Linked DNA regions of Mus musculus: region 1 is linked to region 2. Evidence: chromatin contacts called from public Hi-C data. All regions are on one chromosome and are shown on one strand. Each heading gives the region's core, a stretch centred on a gene start, on an enhancer-like site or on the middle of the called end of the contact. The rest is flanking DNA. Distances are from core to core; before and after follow the strand shown. Region 1 overlaps Gm34199 (a long non-coding RNA gene). Region 2 has its middle 38 kb from the start of Gm41231.

The links. Hi-C and Micro-C count contacts between places; a contact is called where the count stands out from the background.
Region 1: a Hi-C map of liver shows a contact between it and region 2, with 5 times the contacts expected there. The contact joins two enhancer-like sites. A contact is called at or near these places in 2 of 39 promoter capture datasets (both in liver), 7 of 484 Hi-C or Micro-C datasets (embryonic stem cells and liver) and 3 of 115 datasets of contacts at active chromatin or transcription factors (embryonic stem cells and liver).

The regions. Positions count from the first base shown.
Region 1 is chr14:100,454,084-100,461,644 of GRCm38.p6, reverse strand. Gm34199 (a long non-coding RNA gene) reads right to left here. Exons shown (of 6, transcript XR_003951137.1): 4 at 5,638-5,830; 5 at 4,263-4,458. Among named protein-coding and RNA genes, the nearest start is that of Gm26367, 39 kb to the right of the region's middle. Within about 2 kb of position 1,779, at least 157 of the 459 cell types and tissues checked have an H3K27ac peak or open chromatin away from gene starts, as enhancers often do. A contact at or near this core is called in liver, where this site is marked.
Region 2 is chr14:100,320,741-100,327,576 of GRCm38.p6, reverse strand. No RefSeq gene overlaps it. Among named protein-coding and RNA genes, the nearest start is that of Gm41231, 38 kb to the right of the region's middle. Within about 2 kb of position 3,121, at least 5 of the 459 cell types and tissues checked have an H3K27ac peak or open chromatin away from gene starts, as enhancers often do. A contact at or near this core is called in liver, where this site is marked.

The DNA of each region.
Region 1 (7,561 bases), core at 530-3,029, 140 kb before region 2:
CGGGGTGAGTAATACACTCTGCAGTACTTCCCCTGAAGGTGATGTGCTCTTGCCTTCAGCGTACACTGCCTCTGAGCAGGCAAAATAAAAATAAATTCAGCTGTGGCAGGGCTTCAGAGAGAGCCGCTGCTGGAATTAGATCAGGTCAGCTGAAGGAATCTGTGCCTGAGTTACAACAAATTTCTGAATTTTCTCTTTGCTCGATCTCGTTCCTGCCCTGTTATTTCCCCATGTCTCATTCCTGTCCTCAACTGGCTGCAGAGACTAAACTTGGTAGGCCTCCAACGGATCACTGGAGGGAGCAATGTCTTTGAATACAAATGTCTCTGTCCTGCGCTGTGTGGGGGTCTAGCAGACAGGTCACATTAACAGATGGTTTTCTGAAATTGTAGAAATCCTCAGGAGAACGGGTCTGATGAGATAATTTAATCACATTTACTGTAGGCTGAGGGACTGTCATTCTGTATCCTGTGACAGTTATGTAAGCCGGGGCCTCTAGCTACATTCGTGACATAGGGGAGGCTCTGCTCTGCCTTTCGCTCTTAGAACTTTCCCTCAGCTTTGCAGGAAAAAAGTCCAGCATCAAGGCAAGGTTCTTGATCTTATCAGTGGCCCTTCTTAGTCTCAAGAACTTTGCAGTTTGGCCAGAATAAATGGTTATAGGTCCTGGTCCTTTTTATTTGGGCCTCATCACACTCCTGTCTTCTTGTTCCTTGTGATCTTTGAAGGTCTGTCATCATGTACTTCTGAACTCCACCTTGAAGAATATTGGCTTCAGCCATGGTATGTCTTCAGTGTTTATAGACATCTCTTTCACGGCCTTGCCCACCACCTCTTTCCTTACCCTCAACTCTTCTCTGCTTGTCAAAGTCAAATCCGAAATGCAAGTGAGCAACACCACAGAGACAGGAAGTTTGGCAAAGGGAGTTGGATTTCAGGTCAGAGCACAAGTTGGCTCATGCCAAAAGTTCCCTACCATCATTTAGTGAAAGGGATGATAACCTTACAGCGGTACTGAAGGATACCTCCTTTAACCGGTGCTGGAACCCGAGAGTACAGTCCATGAAGACTCATTAAAAAAAGATAATAAAAATCGAGTAAAATATTAAAGAAAACACGTGTTAGAAACAGCACTGGTGGTTGGGGTATATTTTTATTTACTCACAACCCAGCCCCATCTATGTTTATTTTCTTTTATTCAATTTATTTTATTTTATTTTGTTTCCATGTTATTATTAGCTCCTTTAAATGTATCTGGATGCTGTAGCTGCGGCTGGGTTCTGAAGAACACATCCAAGATTCAGAAAGTAGCTTGTGTGCTGACGACTACGGCAAAACGTGTTCCTATGTTGTTTCTTAAAGGGGCTCAATAATATAGAAGGTTGAATACTGAGGATGCTGGGAAATTTGTTGGCCAGTGGAAAGTAGGTGCTACAGACAGACAGATGGACAGATGGACAGACAGGCGGACAATCAGACAGCCAGACAGGGGAACAAAAAGGATGCGACACAGGTTCCAAGTCCTTCCACTCTAGTGCTCAGAGCCCCTTCCTGCCACACCCTGCAGCTCACTGCCACCAAGAGTCATGTTGAGCTACTTTCTTCTGACAATACAGGAGTCTAGACAGATTAGCAGAGCTTTGGGTGCCTCTATACCCACGGGCATTAGGTTTCTTAACTTTCATTTCTTGACTCTGCCCCTTTCCTGTCTAGCCCTACCCAGACCTTCCTTTGAAATCAGACCATTTCTGGGCACACCTAGCCAGCCACCCCCACTGAGAGGAGCTCCGGAGGCTGCCTTTTGACCTGGCACTGCACCTGGTTCCAGCTCCTGGTGCCTGAGAGCCGCATTGTTCCTGGGTTAAATGAAGTTTTGGGGAAATGACTTTCAGATGTGAGCATCCCCCTCTGGGGCTGGCTTACCCTCCTGCGCTGCCTCCCTGACGTTTGGAATCCCATAAAAAAAATCATCTTTGTTTGGCTCGGGATGAAAAAAAAAAGACTCATGAGATAACATCTTAGATGACATGGGCTGACAAAATCCGAAATACTTCATATTGTGACCACCACCGAATAACTTAATTACTGCCTTTTTCTTGCGCTTACCTTTTTAGTTTGCTTCTTATGTGGTAACTCTCCCATCCCCGGGGTTATTTTAGTCAGTGGCCACAAATTACTGTGACTTTCTTTATCTGAACTCTGATCAGAAAACTGCCTAGTTCTCCTCAGTGTGTTGGGTGGATGGTGCTTTTTTTCCCCTCTCCTCTCCCCTCCCCTTCAAACCAGAAAAGTAGCTGCTGAAAGCTGAACGGTTGCCATGACAACCTCTTGGCAGCTTCCTAGGCGAGTAACAGTGTTGATTTCCCCCGGCGGGTGGGAGGGGGTGGAGCTCTAAGGAGGTAAAGAAAGGTTACTGTGCACTTAGTTAATATGCAAAACCACTTACACAGTGCTGGGTGAGCAATGAATAAGTGCAAACAAAGCCACGCTTGATCAGCTAACATGGACTTTGCACACAAGTACATCTGTCCAAGGATGCAGATGTTGGCTCAGAGGGAAATTTTGCCATTGGACAGGAAAGGACAGAAGAGGTCACACTCCAAGAGGTTAAACAGGATTTCTGTAGTGGTTGGAGAGTGTGGATGAAGTAAAGAAAGCAGGGTTTTAATTGCCTTTTTCCTTTTTTTTTTTTCCTCTTTGTTCAAAGAAAAACATAACGCTCTGAATTGCAGGATGGTGTTTTCCCTGAAAATCTAACACACTGAAGTTCAAGTTTGCATCAATTAAACTCTATGTAAGATAAACCAATATGTTCAGATATACGCAAGTATAGCATAATTTGGTTTGTGCTTGAACAAAACATACGGCTGAATGGCATCGTTCACCCCAGAGTTTACAGACAAAGAAGCAGTTTAGTAACTTAGGGCTGGGGGGGGGGGGGGGTTGCCGAATGTTGAAATTTTCTCTGTCTCTCTCTGTCTTTCCATTTCTCTGTCAGTGTCTCTGCCTCCTTTCCCTTTCTCCCTCTCCCTCTCCTTCTCCCTCCCTTCTCACCCCAGCACTCTTTTCCATGCCTTGCTTTGGTAGCTTCTTGTTTGATTCCTGGGGCCTAGGCAGAGGAACTCAGGAACCGTGAGAATAGGCTACACGGGCGAGGGTCACCTGCATGAGAGCAGACTGGCTGGACACTGAGGAGGCAGCAATGGGCCCCCCACCTCCTGGCCAGCAGTTTTGTGTGGAAGAGGCAGGTTGAGGGAAGGGTGCAGCAGGAGCAGAGGTCTGCCCAGCAGGTGTCACTAGGGATTTAAAGCTTACCAGACCTTTGGGACTAAGGCTAAGAAGTGGCCACGTAGTGATTAATGAAGCTTCCTTTCAAATAATTTTGAGAGACAATATGTGTGTTCTCCTTCTAAGGGAAATTAGAAATGAAAGCTAAAGCTTGCCTGCAGAGGAAGAGATTCTGGACCATAATTTCAAGGCTCTTATCTCCATTTATGAGTCTCCATTCCAAATACCAGAAGTCAGGAATAGAAAACTCAGCAAAGTTCATGGAGTCCAGGAGTGGGGAAATACTCATGGCAAGCCAAAGCAAATACAATGAGGTATTATTTATTCTGATGCTTCCAGACTAGGTCAGCCTCCTGCCTAAACACATAGATGCTGACTTTGTCGGGGTTAAGATCGCACTCAGAAACTACAAATTTCCTGAGAGCCTCAGTATAAATTAAGTCAGCTCATATTTTATCATTGCTTAATACTTCTTTTTTTTGACAAAGCTATATGAAGTCTGAATTTCACTTTTTAGAAAACTGTGTTGATATTATTAACTTTCTAAGTTATACATCTAGAAAATGTGACTATATGTATAAACATATATAACACATATACATATAAGTTATAAATATTACACACATACACACTTTTCTCTCTCTCTCTCTCTCTCTATCTCACACACACACACACTCAAACACACACACACACACATACACACACACACACACACACACACACACACACACACTTTCTTCCCTAAGAGTTAAGGTTTAGATCTTCAGAAGACTCCCTGAATACTTTTACTGCTCTCAACTTTGCTTTGTCTTCCTGAGAGTCCAGTGTTTACCATTTTCATCATGACTTCAGTAGACTTTCTACCAGACTTTTCTTACATTGTTGCACATAGTGGCCCTCTACCTTGCATTGATCATTGTAGAGGTTTAACATCCATACTGAAGACATTGCTTCATTCCTACTTTAGGACATACTTGTATATAGCGTGGAAAGGAACCGGAAAGGAAGCATCAAGAGCTGGCCTGGCTTCCCCAGCATTCAGCTTCTTAAGATGAGCTCATTCATCTTGCTTATCCTTGGTTGTCTGGGGGCGAGTAGAAAGAGCTGGCAGAGAAGTAGTTGGAGTGGCAGGATTCTAAGCTTGTATGGCCATAGGTGGCCTTCCTGTGCCTGTGAAGATGCAGAAGCAGAAGAGAGGCAGAGTAAAAACCCAGGAAATGAGAGCCTCTGGACAAAGGTGGAAATGGCCAGGGTGCAGGGTGCGCTCAGAGGGCACCTGGTAGAACACTGGTTAGTGAAATTATCTACTAAGTCAATGGAATCCTTGACTGACAACGGTTAAGAAGCCAAGCGTCAAAGCCATTGTTATATGGTCAGCTGGAAGTGTATAACAAAGCTGGGACTGAAAGCCAGACACCTGCTCCTTTCCACTCCTGATGGTAACTGTAGTACAGGAAGCAATGAGAAAACCATGACTCACTTAAGAGCACTTGCAAAGGATGCTTTGTTTTCTGTTCTTTCTCCTGGGGAAACCTCATCATAAGATACCACCAAGGACATTCCCACAAACAAAACCCCCAGTCTGCAGTTATGCAATTAGGGCAGAATTTTATTAAGCTTTTAATCGCTCATTATAGTTGTCTCTATTTGATAAGGAAAAAATAAATGACTTCAGCAGGACTGATGTCTGCAGGCCCATTCTCTAACCACAACTCCAACCATTTCTCTAATCACTTAACTGATGTTGTTTTAATGAGAGCTATTGTTATTATGCATTATTAATAAAAAATCTACCATTACTATTAATATCACTTATGAAAGATTCTGTAAAGAGCTTTGAGACCGTGCATGCAATTAACAGGAAGCCAACTTTCCACAGAGTAAAAAAAATAAAAATAAAAACAAAGACAAAAAACACACCAGGTAGGTCTAACTATATCCATTTCATCTCTTAAAAAGTAAGTGGTTCAAGTAAATTTTACATTCCCACAAGAAAAACCGTGAGCCCCATGAATTATATGGAACTCCTTGTACTTTGCCATATAGAGAGAAATTATGTGAGTCGAGAGAAATGTGCATAACCCTCTAATCTCATGGTTGTGCCCTTGGAATTTATTGACTCTCATTTCAGAAAGCACAGACCTACCCAAAAGACCGTATTCAATGAGTGAAAATAAATATATTTCTACTGTCAAATGGAATAGGGGATGTTGACTAAATCACAATATCATCATAAGTCTATGACATATTCTAGTTATACTCTAAGGGCTTCCAAGTACATTTGAGATCTGAGAACAGGGGAGCTGTGCAGAAACCCCTTTTCTGTACTTCCTCCAATGATGCTCCTACCTCAAGAATCACCCTCATCCTCAAAGCTGCTATCTTCTACAGTCTTCAGGATTACTGTGCCTCTCCCTAGGGGAGGAATGAATCAGGAGCCACAGGGCCCAGCCAAGCGAGAGTGAGAGTCCAGGAAGCCTCTATATATGCTGCTCTAGTTGCCTTCCATGTGATCTGGGCTCTGCGTTTCGAAAAGGATCACCTGGAGAATGAGACAACTTTGTAAGCATCCGAGGCATCCTGTGTTCTACAAACAGCATCTCATGTTTATTCTTCAAGAATGGAGGCTTGTCCAAGAGCTCCTGAATGATAACTTTTGAGGAACATTATAGCCAAGATTGTTTCTGTGTTTATATAAAAGATTTGCTGAACCTCTACTTTTATCTGGCATTAGGCATAATGGTGGGATTCCAGGGTCTATGCAAGCTTGGTGAGCTGAGAACATAAAACGTGAAGCTAAAGCTGAGGAGACAAATCAACAGGAGCGGAAAGGAGTCAACCCCTTGTTCACATTGTCTAGGCTCCGCCCCACAGTTACCTAGCAGCAACCACTATAAAAGAGGCTGCTTGCCCCCTCCTCACTCACTTGCTCTCTTCTTTTACTCTTGGCCCTTAGCCTCTTCCCCCTCTCTTCCCATTCCCCGCCCCCTCTCTCTTCACGTGCTCATGGCAGGCCTCTAATCCTCTACTCTCTGTCTCTCTGTCTCTCTGTCTCTCTGTCTCTCTGTCTCTCTCTGTCTCTCTCTCTCTCTGTCTCTCTCTCTCTCTCTCTCTCTCTCTCTCTCTCTCTCTCTCACTTTCTCATGGCTGGTCCCTCAGGGGGAAGGGATGCCTCAGCATGGGCCCGCAGAGGCACCCTTTCCCCCATCCTGAGCCTCCACCAAACATATCTCTGGCTTCTCTTTTCTTTTTGTAAAGCACAACACCACTAACCTGACAACCTGAGTTGATGCCCAGGGTCCATATGGTTGAAGGAATTAAGACCAGGACTGGGCCATGGTATATGCATTCATACACATATACTCAACAAGACAATCACTAAAATAAAAATATTAAAATAAAAAAATCAAATGAAAAGTAGAGATATTTACTTTTAAATAAAGATCATACAAGATCATAGACAGAACTTTTAATGTTTTGAGGTAGTTGGGATAAACCAATTCCTCATGAATATTGGGCAACTGTTCTACCATTAAACACCACTTCTAGCTCCTTATCCATTTTACCAGTTATGGAGATAGAGACATGGGAGCAGACAGTGCTGACAGTAGTAGCGTATAACATAGTTGAATTCAGCTACAACCCAAGTACCCTGCATTCCAGCCCAGAGCTTCGTCTGCACATTAATGTCTCTCATTAATTAGGAAAAATTCAGACCCCGCCCCCAGAAGGCATGGCTGCATACATGTGCATGAATTCTTAGCTGACACCTCAAAAGTGACTTTTAGTTTATTAATTTAAAGTCTTGGATATAATAATTGAATTTTGTTTGGTTAGCTTTTCCATGTTGGGTCTCAGCAGGTAATGGAAATGAGATTTTCACAGGCATTTGGGGCTATACTCCTAGCTGTTTGCAAGTAGTTTTAATAGTCAAGAGAAAGCATCTAATTTATATCAGCATATTCAGGAAGAAGCCTTGAAAAGACCCTGTTAGTATTAAACAACACAGTCTGGAATTTTGCATAGGAAAGCCTTTCCCCTTGCAGTTTAGTCCTGCACTTCCTCTGCTTGGTCTAGTTAAGCAGGTTCGGAGACCTTGTGCAGATATTTTTTGTGGGGTGGGTTGCAGAACTTATAAATGTAGAGACTTTGGGTACCTTCAAAACTAAACCTCTTGCTAATCCATTGCAGTGCTGCAAAAGATAAAACATGTTTGTATTTTGCTGTAATAAAATCAAACAACATACCAAAACTCAAGAGGAGAAAAATAGAA
Region 2 (6,836 bases), core at 1,872-4,371:
TAACCCGCCTAGCATGCCTCACTTTCCAAGGCCAATCTCCTGGACAGATGTTTGGGACATCTGGAAATGCCAAGAGCAATCCTGCATTTCTTTTTCTTTAAGGACCATAAGAAGACTGTAGGGGAAACAGCATAGATTCACCCAAGCTCTGACATTATCACTCCTAAGGCAAGACATTAATTTGATAAACAATTTGCTCATTTTATTCTCGATATGGAAGGTTCTAGAAATGACATGGGTTTTGCAATCAAGACTTGAAGTAAAGATTTTGGTTTATTACTTAAGATCTCTTCCACCTCTAGATCTAGAGATTTATCCCAGAACCACTGATATACTTCTCCCACTCACATCATCATTGTGACAGGATCTCACCAAATGGCATGGGCTTACATAGCAATCATAGTCTTCGTGCCTAGCCTCCCTAGTAACTGAGACTAAAGGCAAGTGACAGTGCCCTGATTCACTTGAGTTCATATAGTTTCACTTCTTTCTAAACTTCAAGCAAGCACAGCCAAATATTTCAGTCATTTATTTATCTTCTCATAGTATCTGATTTTGAACATCTAAACAAACTGGGATAATAATAATATGCAGTATAATATTAAATACACATAAAATTACCTATAAAATTAATATGGGCACAAAAAAGGCATATGAGACAAAAATAGAAAACCAGAATGAAGCAAAGAGGAAAGTGTGTCAACTATACAGTTTGATGGCTGCAACAGTCATTCTTTCTTGCCAACTCGTCACACCTGTGCCATAGAAATATAAGTAAATAAATCTTCACTTCCCTACGAATTCCTTTGGGTCCTGGTGTTGCTTACAGTAACCAAAAGCAAACAAGAACATTGGATACATTCTTCAACACATTATAATTTGAAGTTTCTGGAGCCAGAGCATGAAGGCAAAATAGGGTTGAATATATATGGTGGTGAATTTAAGTTACATGACAATATTTATCATTTCTGGACTTCCCAAAGAAATTCAGACCTTCTAAGCTTACAACACACAACTCAGAGGCTCGTATAGTAAATATATTAAAAGCTTTATTCATTGCAAACCATTGTTTTTAATAGCTTCAGTAGAAATTATAAACAGGAGAAAACTCTTACAGGATAAAAACTAACATATACATCTAATTGCATATATTTTCAGACACTCTGGCTGAAACAAGATAGATTTAGTATTTTAACATCTTCAGGAGAAAGCCTCTCTGTGACACACTATTTGCTTTCCTGTCCTTTGGGGAAGATCATATAGAGCATAATTTCATTTTTAGAAGGGATTTGGGAGATCATCGTTCATATCAAGGTCTCTGCAGTGTAGAAGCTTTAGCTATAAAATGTGCATGTAAAAGAACTACGTATCATATGAGGATTGATAAAGAGCTCTGCAACAATGGATCTGACAATTGCTTTCTAGAAAAACAAAACCACCAAAATATGTTTTCTTTTAAACAATTTGACTCTCATAAAGGTGGGATGAAGAATGTACAGCTGTTGACCCCTTAGGCAGTATGACACATCTGGTTCTCTGTAAAAATAATTCGCAAACCTGGAGTTGAAGCAAGCTGACTTTACCCAAGTGACTTTCTCACCCTCCAGACAGCCGTCATATTCACTGTGTCCCTTCCTCCTTGGCACAGTTCAACACCATCTTTTGTTTTGACATTGCAACTCACTCAGTGGTCCACTGGCATATTCCTGTCAGTGTCTCCTTGTCTTTTACTTCATTTACACAGTCTACTGATAACATGTGTGAAGACTGTTCTTCAGTCCTCTAAGATGCTGTTTAAGGACAAAGACTGGTAGCTTACCATGTAGCCTGCCAACCACATAATGACAGCACTTTTAAGGATAGAGGATTTTCATATTTGTCATCTCCTGTGATCCTCACAGCTGCTGTGTACTCATTCTTACCTTTCAATTAAAAAAGATAAATCAGGATTAGAATTCCAGTCCTGCCTCATATTAACCATGGGTTCTTAGATGACTTATTTAATTTTATTGTTGTTTTCTGGAGGTCATATCTCATGTGTAGCCCAGATGACTTGGAAAGGATGAAACCTTCTGTCTATCTCAAGCTTTCTGTCTATCTTTTAACTTGTGCTGGGATTACAGACATGCACCACTATGCGTGGATCAAATTATATAACATCTTCATGAACTAATGAGTTCATCTATAGAACCACAACGAAGTGTCTTCATGAACTAGAGGACATATGTAAAGTGCCTTTGGCAATGTCAGACATATTGTAGGTTCAAAAGACCAGCTGATAATAATTATATTCCTCCAGCTACAAATAGTGTAAACTTCACATTCAAATGCTACAGTGCCATTGAAAGTCAAATCAGTGTCTATTAAAATATTTTCTTCAATCTTATTTTTCCTTAGTAACACTTTGGATCATAACTTGAGTTAGTGGAGAGCATTGGTTTTATTGCGCAGTCTCCAATTCTAAACATTTACCCAGAATAATCCACAAAGCCTTCCAGAATTTATTTTACAGAACTACCAAAAGATGAGTAAACCACCCAAAGGCATGGCTGTTTCCAGCAGTGATTGGTCTGTACTACGTTTTAGCCCATAAATGCACAGCAGCTACCCCACTGCAGGACTGTTAGTTTCAACCCCTAACACTTTCACATAAGAAGCTCTACTGTGAACGCACAGATTCTTTTCTTTGATACATCCCAGAAGCCTCTGGCTATCTTCTAGGTTTCTTTGGATCACAATTGCTTTTCCAGGTTGGTAAACCATTTCCAGGTGATTTTTCTCAAAAAAACAAGCACTCTGGCCACCTCCTAGTTTGCTGATTCTTCATCATTAGCTATGATAATTGTTAACACACTTTACTTTAAACTGCCAGTGAAGGTTTTGGGAAAACGCAGGTCTTATAGAGACCATTTGGTGACATAACCCAGTCTTTTCAGCCCGAGCGAGGTCAGATATGAAGAGAGCTTTGATCTTTTCCCGGACAAATATGTGATTTCTTTGCTGAATGTCACCATTGAACTATTTCGTAAGCTGTTGCATTTAGGTCAGTAGGAGGACCAGATAGAAGGTAAAACTCTTAAGTGTACAGAAGTACCGGCCAGCACTAACCACCCCCACAGCCTGGGTCAAAGAAAACTGTAGCCTAGGCAGATGATAAACTCAAAACACAAGTTCAGTCAGGTCTCAGAGAGGACAGAAACACAGCAGCTAAAACACTGCCCTCTACAAAAGCTGTCCGTGTTGGGCAACCTGTGAGAAGAACAATACACAGGGAACTCTGAGCATTACTTACAATAGCCAGAGATGGCCCAGCTACTATTCCTGTCTTGATATGTTATTTCATAAAGACATGTAAAAACTCACAGGCTGAAAGCCAGTTCATTTAATAAAAAAGGAAAAAATGTTGTCCTTTTTACAGAGGGATCCAGTTTGCTTTTGGTATAACCTCTGCTATCAAATTTAGAATTTGTTTAATTTCAGTAGTTTTTAAAAATAGACTTGGAGAGCTGGGAATATGACTTGCCTAGCATGCTTGGGACCTGACATTCATCCACCAATCACTTTCTGCCTAAAATACTTCTATTTTCACGTATTTGATTTAAAACATGGTTATGATAACCTCTGAAAATAAATCACAAAATGAATTCCTCACTGAGTATCTTGAATCCATTTATGTTTCCAAAAACTGAAGTATAAATTGACGAATACCCTATTTGTACCCACTTTAAATGACATTGATATTTTAATAATAATAAGGAAAGGTTTGTTAAACCCTTTTGATACAAATGCCAGAAGCAATGAGGCACAGTGGAAGGGAAAATTCAACCAAGGATTAAATTACAAATGAGATTAAGAATAAAGTCATAGTAACTGATATAGTTTAGCTAGTTTGATTAATATGAGTTTCTTTTTGAGGAATGCGTTCTTGACTCTCAGGTGGACTTTGGCACTTCATATGTCTCAGACTCACTAAATTTTGTAACTTTCACTTTGAATACCATCAACCATGATATGGTCAAGTGAGAAGAAACAGGAGATCAAGAAGTATGTCATTTTACAAACTGAAAGATTTTAATACATTTTCTTTATTGTCATAACTCTAGTTACAAACAGAATCCGAAAAAGGGAAATGTTTCCTCTCAACCTTAAGCAGGTCTCCATGCACCTAACACCAAACCTCTAGGCCAGTGGTTTTCAACTTTCCTCATGCTGAGACCATTTATTACAGTTCCTCATGTTGTGGTAACACCCCCAACCAGAAAATTATTTTGTTGCTACTTCATAACTGTAATTTTGCTACTTTTATGAATAATAATGTAAATATAGTACATGCAAGATGTCTGATATGTGAACCCTAAAGGGTGGCAACCCACAGATTGAGAAGCACTGCTCTAAGCTTTTGTCCTCTCCTACTGACCCTTTGTAAACAAGGTATACCAGATGTCCCCAGGGTTGCCTCATTTCCATGGGACATATTGGGGTTACAGACAAACAGTCAGCCACAGTCAGGAGCACTCTTTGCTGGAGAACTTCTATGTGAAGTCAGAGGCCAGATAAAAAGGAAAACAGAGGGAAAAGAATAAACAATGTTCAAAGTCAGAGTGTCAGAACGTGGAAGTAGAGATTGGAATTTATTAAAGGACAAAACAAAGATCCAAAGAGAGCAGAGAAAGGAATCAATATGTAGGGCTAGTTTGATGAAAAAAGAAACTATGGCTTTGTTTGTGTGCAGTCAATTCTGTATAATTGCAAAGGCACAACATTAGCCACAAATATCTCTAAAGAGGGAGATAAAATGGAAGTGTCTATGCTAAACTGGAAAGAGACGATAGGATCCCAGGGTGTAAAATCAACTCGATAACAGCTTTGGAGAAATGAAGGAAGAAAAAGACAATGCACATAGACTGAAGAAGTTTAGAGAGAAGATCTAAAGGACTACCAGCAGATTCTTTAAATATCTTATTATGGTGTACATTTGTTCATTTTCTCATTTTAATTGCATTTTTTAATTAATTTTTAAAAAATCAACCAGCCCAATAATGGGTTTTGGTATAACATTTCATTTTTATTTAAATATGTTTTGAGGAATTCACACATGAGCAATGTATTTACACCATTTCCGCTTCTCCCTCTCCATCCCCAGATCCTCTACTATGCCCCTCCCCTTCCAAGTTCATGACTTCTTCTATATCAGGAAGCCTGCTTCCAAAGAACACAGATTCTTGCTCTCTCTGCTGTCACTGATTGTCCGTACTTCTTCATCTGGGGTTGGAGTCTTGTGAAATTTCCCTTATTGAGTCAGCATGTCAAGGAGCGTTGTCACTGTGCAGGTGTTGTTTAGGTAATTGTATTTTAGAGATATGTTTGAGTGCAGCTTCCCTGTTATCTCTAGCAGACACACTCTAGCAGCAGCTATCGAGGGCATGCAGCTCTTACAGTCTTTCACAGTCTTACTCTTTCACAGTGTTCCCTGAGCTCTAGGCATACGGGGGACATTGTGATGCATCAGGTGCAACTCTGAAACTCACGACCGCTTATTCTCTGCATTTTGACATTTTCACAGATATCATATTTACACCCCATTATCCTTTATTTCTTGTAATTCCCTTCTGTTATACACACACACACACACACACACACACACACACACACACACATATATATATATATGAGAGAGAGAGTGGGGGGGTGTTTAGGGCCCTTCCATTTTTATTAGGTGTGTGTGTATGTGTGTGTGTGTAAATGGTAATTTTTTTATTTTACATAGATTCCATTTGTAAGAGAAAACATGTGGTATTTGTCTCTCTGAGTCTAATTTATTTCACTTAACATGATAATCTCCATTTTCATCTATTCCCTGAAAGAAAGATGACATGATTTAATTCTCTTCTATGATAAAATAAACCATCCATTCACCTGTGGGTAGGTAGCCTGGCTCACTCCATTTCTTTATTATTGTGAATGATGCCATAATAAACATGGATGTGCACAGATCCTTATCATATGCTTAGATTCATTTGTGCACATACACATTGTTCTGTGTATTAAATATTGTAACAAATCAAAGAATATAAATAATGAACAAGGCTGAAAGCTAATGTACAGATCTAAAATATGTATGCAAAAGGGGAATTTGTATAAAAATAATAATAAAGATCCATATTTAAAATAAATGAATGGACCAGAAAATATACTGACATAGAACTGAGAGAAATATTTTGTTGATGCTGTTGGTGGTAGTATTGACATTTGGTCTTGGTATATCACCTGGGCTGGAGTCTTTCAACTGCTACTCATATGTTTCTCCCATTTCAGCTTCCCCAATAGCTGCTACTATACTTGCACGCTTCTTGGCCTAAGTGTTGGTATTCTAATGAGAGTAATCATCCCATTCTAGAAAGAGCCCCCTTCTAGCAATTCTTTGTTGCAGTCTTGTGCGTGATTTGCCGAGAGCTTTCATCTCCCCAATCCTCCTGAAATGCTGCCTATAATTTGTTCTTTTAGAGCCTTTCATTTATTAAAAAGAAACATTGACATGAGTTGACACATCTGCATGGCTGTCACATTCTCACTTCACATGGGGAAAGTGGCCAATAGCTGGAGAAATGGAGCTAGCTGTGGGAGAAACGGAAATGATTTTCACAGGGTGCAGGCAAACCCACCTGAAGTAGTAGTTCCTAAATGGTAGAGTTGGAAGCATAAGAACTTGGCATCAGATCAAGGAGAGAAGCTTGAGCAGGGGCTGGAGAGATGGCACAGTAGTTAAGAGTTCTGGCTGCGTTTCCAGAGGAACGTGCTCAGTTCCCAACAACCACAAGTCAGCTCGCAACTGTAAT